2 separate regions of the Mus musculus genome follow, and region 1 is linked to region 2. A link is a contact called in public HiChIP or PLAC-seq data. All regions are on one chromosome and are shown on one strand. Each heading gives the region's core, a stretch centred on a gene start, on an enhancer-like site or on the middle of the called end of the contact. The rest is flanking DNA. Distances are from core to core; before and after follow the strand shown. Region 1 overlaps Rb1 (RB transcriptional corepressor 1). Region 2 overlaps Rcbtb2 (regulator of chromosome condensation (RCC1) and BTB (POZ) domain containing protein 2).

The links. HiChIP or PLAC-seq counts read pairs in DNA pulled down with a chosen protein or histone mark.
Region 1: a BATF HiChIP or PLAC-seq map of CD8 T cells shows a contact between it and region 2, with 5 read pairs. The contact joins two enhancer-like sites. A contact is called at or near these places in 7 of 484 Hi-C or Micro-C datasets (the AML12 cell line, CD4 T cells, bone marrow-derived macrophages and 4 more), 2 of 115 datasets of contacts at active chromatin or transcription factors (CD8 T cells and effector CD8 T cells) and 3 of 9 other capture datasets (adipose tissue, liver and pancreatic islet).

Annotation. Positions count from the first base shown.
Region 1 is chr14:73,287,679-73,291,567 of GRCm38.p6, reverse strand. It overlaps Rb1 (RB transcriptional corepressor 1), which reads left to right. Exons shown (of 27, transcript NM_009029.3): 5 at 2,821-2,859. Among named protein-coding and RNA genes, the nearest start is that of Rb1, 36 kb to the left of the region's middle. Within about 2 kb of position 1,442, at least 25 of the 459 cell types and tissues checked have an H3K27ac peak or open chromatin away from gene starts, as enhancers often do. A contact at or near this core is called in CD8 T cells, where this site is marked.
Region 2 is chr14:73,173,477-73,177,588 of GRCm38.p6, reverse strand. It overlaps Rcbtb2 (regulator of chromosome condensation (RCC1) and BTB (POZ) domain containing protein 2), which reads right to left. Exons shown (of 15, transcript NM_001170694.1): 11 at 3,676-3,866; 12 at 3,073-3,199; 13 at 455-594. Among named protein-coding and RNA genes, the nearest start is that of Gm52109, 9.1 kb to the right of the region's middle. Within about 2 kb of position 1,593, at least 123 of the 459 cell types and tissues checked have an H3K27ac peak or open chromatin away from gene starts, as enhancers often do. A contact at or near this core is called in CD8 T cells, where this site is marked.

The DNA.
Region 1 (3,889 bases), core at 193-2,692, 110 kb before region 2:
CAGTCCTCGTGAAGTGTCACCTGAATTGGGGCTACTCAATAGACAACCATTAGAGTGTGTTCCCAATGAGCTGTTCATAGTAAATATGCATAGATGCCTTACTGTATTATCAAGTACAAGGTGCCCTTACAACAGAGAGGGTAGAGGCTCATCATCCATCCTTCTTGTTCTCTATCAAAAACAGTAGCTATTATCTATGAGAGAGAAGGAAGGGGGTTACAGTAGAGCTTAGAGGAGAAGCAGTCACTCAGGTCTGCATTCTAACCTGATCCTGAGTATATACTATGTAATCTTGGATAAATGAGTTACCTAACTTGGGTACATAGTTTTCTAATGTCTAAATCAAGTTAATGAGAGTACCTATTAGTCAGGGCTCTCTATAGTAACAGAACTCATAGAATGGACCTGTATCTATATCTCTAGATCTATATCCAAAGGGAATTTATTAGAATGGCTTACAGGCTGCAGTCCAGCTAATCTAAGAATGGTTAACTATGAATGGAAAGTCCAAGAATCTAGTAGTTATGCACTCAGTCCACAAAACTGCATGTCTCAGCTGGTCTTCAGCATATGCTGGGATCCTGAAGTAGGCTCTAGTGGCAATGAAGGAATGGACTTGCTAGCAAGGGGAGGACAAGCAGGCAAAGAACAAAAGCTTTCCTCTCCCTTATATAGACTCCCAGCAGAAGGTGTGACCCAGACTAGATTTGGGTTAAAGGTGTGTTTTCTCCTCCTAAAGATAACGGACTTTTGAATTTTAGTTAATTCCAGATGAGGTCAAGGTGATGATCAAGTATAGCCATCACACACCTGTTAATGTTTTAATTGAGATAATATATAAATAGTGCTTTCATGATAGCTTTTAATTTGTGTGTGTGTGTGTGTGTGTGTATGTGGGCAAATGTGGGCTATAGCACAGTTGTGAAGAGTAGAGGGCAACTTGAAAGAGTTGGCTCTCTCCTTCTACCACGTGGGTCTCAGTTTCAAACTTATATTGCCAGGCCCAGCAGCAAGCATCTGTACCCACTCAGCTATCTCACAGGCCCAAATATTTATTAGGTTTTTAAAGAAGAAAATAAGACATTGTCTATTTGGAAAACACTGCATAATACTGTATTTTCATATTGTATTCCCTCTTAGACAGTCACAAAACACCAAGGCAATGCACGATATTTAGAAGTTTGATTGAGTTAAGCATTTTCTAAATGACTAATATTTACATTTGCCTTAGTTACTCTCTGTTGCTGCGATAAAATACTCCTACAGGAACAATTTAAGGGAGAAAGGGTTTACTTTGACCTACAGTTCCAGAGGGATACAGTTTGTCACAGTGAGGAAGATGTGGCAGCAGACCTGGAAAGCATGGTGGCAGAACAGGAGGCTCCTGACCACATGGCATCCCTCAAAAGAAAGCAGAGTGCATGAACAGGAAGTGGGTTTTGGCTATTAAAGCCGTAACTCCCACCCCCACCCCACCGGTGACTCTCTTTCTCAAGTGTGATCCTTGTGGGGATATTTCACATTCAAACCACAAACCATAATGCCATTTAACATCAGTTAAGATCTCATACAAGAAGTGTTTATGGAATATACTTTAAGAAAATGTATGATGTCAGCTGTTTTGTTGTAATCAAATTAACAAGCTACATCAAGAATTAACTGTTAGGGGCTGGAGAGATGGCTCAGCGGTTAAAAGCACTGACTGCTCTTCCAGAGTTCCTGAGTTCAATTCCCAGCAACCACATGGTGGCTCAAAACCATCTGTAATGGGATCCTATGCCCTCTTCTGGTGTTTCTGAAGACAGCGACAGTGTACTCACATACATGAGATAAATAAATAATTCTTAAAAAAAAAAAAGAATTAACTGTTAGTACCCTGCTATCTCCATGAGCTCTGAGTTTGATCAAGAGATCCTGCCCTCAAAGAATAAGATGAAAGAACAATTTAATATCCCTGACATCAGTCTCAGGCCTCCACATACATGTGTACATGTGCACATGCCACAACATGTCCACGTGAAAATGCAGTAATGGCTGTGATGCTGGATTGAAGAGTACCGCGTTTAAGTAGAAATGATGCAGTACGTCATGGATCTTAGCTAGGTGAGAAGGCGGTACTGTTGATTTCTACTAAGGAAAAAGAGAAGGAGGAAGTTCTGAATAGGGATTAGAAATAGAAATGTATCCAGAAAAATGAGTGGGGACAGGAACTGGGCGTGTCAGGCATGTGCTGAGCATGTGCACACCAAAACAGTGACTGGATGTGCTTTGAGCGCTGATGTATGGAAGGTAGGATGGGGGCTGGGCAGGAGCAAGCTAGCTGTGCCCTGCACAGTGGAAATGCTGAGTGCTTTTACACTGGGGAATGGCATAGTCTGATTTGGCCTTACAAGGCTGCCCTGCACTTTGTAACTTAAGATTTTTATTGACTAGTCTTTTGGAATAATTTAGCTTTAATTAAGTTGGTGGCTTTGAATCAAATCAAGGTTTCCGTTTCCCATTCTACTTGTACAGTTTTCTGGAGTATGAAGATTGCAATGCCAAAGCTTGTTTATTATAGGGTAAACTATAGAGATATATGTGGCTTATTGGTTAGTTACCCACTGAGCTAACAGTCTGGTCTGGTCATTGGTTTTGATTTAACAGTGAGTGACAGAAGCCGGTTCTTTTATCTTAGAACATGGTGATATGAGATGGCATTTTGTAGTAAGCAGATATACTTTAACTTTCTTTTAGAAGGCTAATGACTCATGCTGCAGAAGTATTTTAAAAGTTTTCTTTTAAGCTGTTATTTTACTGAAATTATTTTTTTCTTTTCAGGACGTGTGAACTTATATATTTGACACAACCCAGCAGTGCGTAAGTAGCATGTAATTTTTCACTAAAATTTGTTTTTTTGGACTAATCTCAAACATATTGTTTACTTTGGTGATAAAAACATACTACTTTATAAGTTAAGGTGGTAAAATCCTGTTTGGATTTGTTTATCTTCTAAAAATGTGTGCCTTACTTATATAGCAGAGAGAACCAATTGGCTGGAATTCAGTGTTCTCTGTCACTTTTCTGAGGAAAATGCAGTTCATTCATTAAGTTTTTATTAACGATCTATCACAGGGATTTTATCAACAAGGCTCTGCATACTTTTGTATAAGAACAAATACATTCTCAATTTAGGGATTTGGAGAGAAGACTGGACCCAGGCGTGAAACCCAACATCCCACATGGTGGCTTACAGCTGTTTGTATTTCTAGTTCTGTGGGGTGGGATGCGATGACCTCTTCAGGCCCCTACAGACACCAGGCACACAAGTCGTGCACAAACACACAGATAGGTAAAATATTCCTACTCATTAAAAAACTTCATTTACAAATCCTAAATTCCTGAACAGTATGGCAGTGTTCTTCTCTGTAAATAGCTCAAGTAATCCTGGAGATTTCCTGCCCCACGAAAGCACTGGCATTGAAGAGATTGATTGAAATGCAAATTGTGCATATATTAATTCATAAAAAGCTGTTGATTCTAATGAGTGGTCATTCTATGGAAAAATTATCAAGGTAAAGTGTTAAGTTGACAAAATCTAAGCCACCTAATTGTTTGGGTTTTTTTGGTTGTTCATTTTAATTAGAAAAACAGAGCAAACAAGTATAAAGGTAATTAGAAACAAATCAGTGTACCGTGGGCTTTATATAGTTTTAGATTAGAATCAATATTTTGATAGGCACACCAAATGAGCTAGGTGAGTTTAGGTGAAAATTGTGCATTAAAGAGGGTTGCATTTCATTTGTGTATTTATTTAACTCAAGTCTATAATTAAAACAAACTACCCCAAAGTAAAGCTGGAATACTTTGTCAGTGTCTGACTTTTTTTTTTTTTTTTGCTTTGTATTTG
Region 2 (4,112 bases), core at 344-2,843:
CAGATTGTGAAATGTTTAACTGAGTTACCTAAAATGCCCACTTTCACAGCCGAGTGTAGCAGACATGGCCTTGATCTACTCTGGGGCAATGACAAAGAGATCTTCTAGGGCTCTGCATTCACAGACAAGATTCGCCATCTGCCCTTCCTTCCATGCTTGCCTGTGATGCTCCAGTGGTGATCGATGTTGACCTCTTACTAGAGCTACCCACTCAACCTTCATATGTAGTAGTGACAAGGGAAGTCTGCGTTCTGGGCCTGAGGGTGTAGCTCAGTGGCAGAGTCTGAGAAAAGGCAAATGCTACATCCAAGGACCAAAAAGAGAAAAGCGCAGGCTCAACATCACCAGAAGAGCTCCTGCAAACATCGCAGTGTCTGTCTCCTGGCCTGGAAAGAAGCCACCTTCCTAATTATTCAACATTTGCCAACTTGGTGGTAAGGTCTCTGATGATTACCTACTGCCTCCTCAGGAGATAGGCTGATGTTATCTGTGTATAGATACTCCAGGAAAGCTCGGAACACAGGATACGAAAACTCGCTCATTTCTACAATATCGTCTTCACTGTCTTCTAATGAAGAACGAAAATGTTCACACCTGAAAGAAGAAAGGAAGATCATAGCCCAGGTTCTAGACTGGAGTCAAGGGACTACCTGAGGACTTTCTCTTGAAGCTGTATACCTTTCCTGTTTGCTAGTCTGTCAAAACTTGGTCCCAGGGTAGCAATAATAGGAGGTGGTAGAACCTTTAAGAGGTAGGGTTAGAGAAGGGAACTTAGTGTGGGGTCTATCACTGGGGCAATGCACTGAAGGGGACTTATGGAGACCAAGCTCCTCTTTGACCCCTGATTTGTGACAGTAGTAGGGTGGTTCCAGTAGGCAGTTCCCACCAAGATATGGTGCTTTTCAGGAGGCCCCAAACAAAACCTCCAAATCAACCCCAAGCCAGGGTAAGCTTTCAAGCTGGAGTTACAGTTCAGCCGCACCAAGTAAGCAAATAACCTTTATGTCAGTTACTTATCTCAGGCATTTTCGTACAGGCACAGAACACTGCCAAAAACCTTGTCATTGCCTTGGCTCCTTGCTTTTCAATTGCCTAATCGGCAAGACTGCAAATGCAGCCTGCTGCTGCTGCTGCTGCTGCTGCTGCAGGTGGCCCAGGCATCTGACTCTACATTGCAGCCTACTGCTGCTGCTGTGGGCGGCCCAGCAGCTGACTTTACAATGCAGCCTGCTGGACTGGGGGAGACGGGGGATCTCTGGCCTCCTTCTCACACTGTCTTTACTGATAAGTATTGTTTTTATAACTGATTAATTATGTCTCTTTACTCCATTCTGTCTGAATTATGTCCCTAAAAGTTCCTAGTAACCGACAATGTGAACTTATGTGAAGACAGGCTCTTTACAAAAATCATCATAAGCCAAGTCACTGTGGTAGACCCCAAGGCAATCAGACAAAGGAGAAGCCTGGGACACAGGCAGACTCGGAGAATGCTACGTGTCATGCCTCAGAAAGAGGAAGATTGCCACAGACCACCACAAGCTCAAGTGTAGGCCTGGTTCTTCTCCCTGCCTCAGAGAAAACACCATACTGCTCATATGATAAAGTGCGTTGTCATGGTGTAGGCTGAGCGTGTTCAGTGTTTGCTCTGTCACAGTAAACTAAACCCCCATTTCCTTCGTGAAAGTAGAGGCTCCGTGGTGAGAGTGAACCAGGTGGCACTATGTGACCTTTCAGAATGGGAACTTGAGACCAAAATACCATATTGGGTTTCTGAGTCACGGAAAGAGGGTTTCAATATCTTTGACACAGTGGCAACACAGTCCCAGATCATCATGTTAGGAAGGAAAGAGGCAGGCAGGAAAGAAGAGATGCTATATAATTTCATACATATGAGCTTCTAGAACATGCGTAGTGTGTATGAAAGGAAAAAATCATTGGCTGCTCAGTATGGGACTTAGGATCTTTGGGGAAGGACAGATTTTTCTATCTGAAGGTAGGGTGGTGGCTTCATAGACTGTGACATGGAACAAAGATAAGGTGAATATCATGCACTGCTCACATAAATAAATGTAATTTATTTACATTTATAAATGTAAATGTAAGAAGTGTGATTTAAAACATTTTTGTGTTGGCATCACCCAGGTCCTTCTTGGTCTGGAAAAACCACTTTTTTTTTTCTCCAGCATGGCTGTATCCGAATCCAGCTGTGTTCAGGACTGTCTGTAGGGCTGTCTGCAGGGCTGTGTTCAGGGCTGTCTGCAGACCTGTGTTCAGGGCTATCTGCAGGGCTGTCTGCAGGCCTGTGTTCAGGGCTGTCTGCAGGGCTATCTACAGGGCTGTGTTCAGGGCTGTCTGCAGGGCTATCTGCAGGGCTGTGTTCAGAGCTATCTGCAGTGCTGTGTTCAGGACTGTCTGCAAGGCTGTGTTCAGGGCTGTGTTCAAGACTGTCTGCAGGGCTGTGTTCAGGGCTGTCTGCAGGGCTGTGTTCAGGGCTGCCTGCAGGGCTGTGTTCAGGGCTGTCTGCAGGGCTGTGTTCAGGGCTGTCTGCAGTGCTGTGTTCAGGGCTGTCTGCAGGGCTGTCTGCAGGGCTGTGTTCAGGCCCCAGGCAGTAAAGTTAAATCAGAGCATCTGGCTCTGTTCCAAGGGCAAAACTTATTTATTCAGCACTAAGCTACAGCCAGAACTTCCATGGCTTATTCCCTGAACAAACCCAGTACTTGTGGCCCACCTTGCCTTCCACATCTTGTCTCATTCCCCCACTCCTACCCCATTGACACTGTGTGCTTTAAGGGCACAAACAGCCTCATCAGAGCTGCCTCTTAATTACTCAAGTGTCTGGCACAGTTCCCTTACTCAAGAGTCAGGATATCTGAAGTGATTGATAAATGAATTAATTTCACTCCTCAAAAGAGACCAGCTCTTACGAATTATTTTAAACATCTATTTAGTGTGACATACACCCACAACAGCAGGCATGTAGAGGACATGAATGGGAGCCAGCTCTATCTGCCTACCCACCATCTGGGTCCCAGGGATCATTAGACACTCTTGCCCACAGAGGCCCACTCTTACCTAATTTTGAGAAGGACTTTGTGAGCATAAATGTATTTTCCATCAACCAGAAACTTGAGGTCTGCAGTGTCAGGGTTGTCAAACTCCCTCTTCAGAGACTCGGCCACAGTGAGGTGGTCGTCAGGTTCTAAGGGAAAGCAACACAGTGCTTCTGGGTTCAGTCATAGTTGAACATGACGGCAAGGAGGAGGCCCCTACTCGCTGGGCATTCCAGAAATGCTGAATCCCCCAAACAACTGACAGCTATACAAGGCTTTTGCCTCTGGGTATGGATTCACGCCTTTGAACATTCATTGTAAACTTGCCAAAGCCAAAAATGTTCCCAACTGTTTCACTAACTGAATCAGATTTAAGATGTCCGAATGTCTAGACTGTTTCTAGATATATTTTTTATCTGAAAGACAGCTTTCAGATTGAAAGCAATCAAATCAAATTACCTCTAATTAGTATTGTGTTAGTTTCCAATAGTTTTAGTTCCCCTCCCCAAGGGCTCCCAGAAAGAGGTTCATTAGATCCTGTACCCAAGTCCTAAGGTCGCACAGCAAAAGTACCTTCCTCTTCCTCGTTCTCAGAACTGTCCCAAGAGGGAAAGGACAAGCTTACCCACGGAGAGAAGGCGCCAGGTGACAGCCGGGGTGGCGAAGCAGGCAAACACGTCATCGGTGCAGCAGAAGTGAGTGTGGTGTGGAAGGATCACCGACTGGCCCCGGCACTGGCCCCACATGTACACGTGCCCACCTTGTGTCTTGGCAGCAGATGTGTGGGCAGAGTGACAGGCTGCAATCTCTATGATTCTAAATTCACAAGCAAATGCCACAGAGGCACATTAACAGGAGGACAAGAGCTGGCCTCTCCTTCCCCGAGTGCACTTGACTCAGACTGTGCCGACTAACTAGCTGACAGAGGTGGATAGGCCCAAGGAACAGAAAGAACAAAGCAAGACTTGGACAACTCACTTCCTAAACTTTCAGCCACCAAATGCTGGAACCATACTTTGGTGGCATTTATAACATGAGGATCTATTGATTACCAGTAGGTCT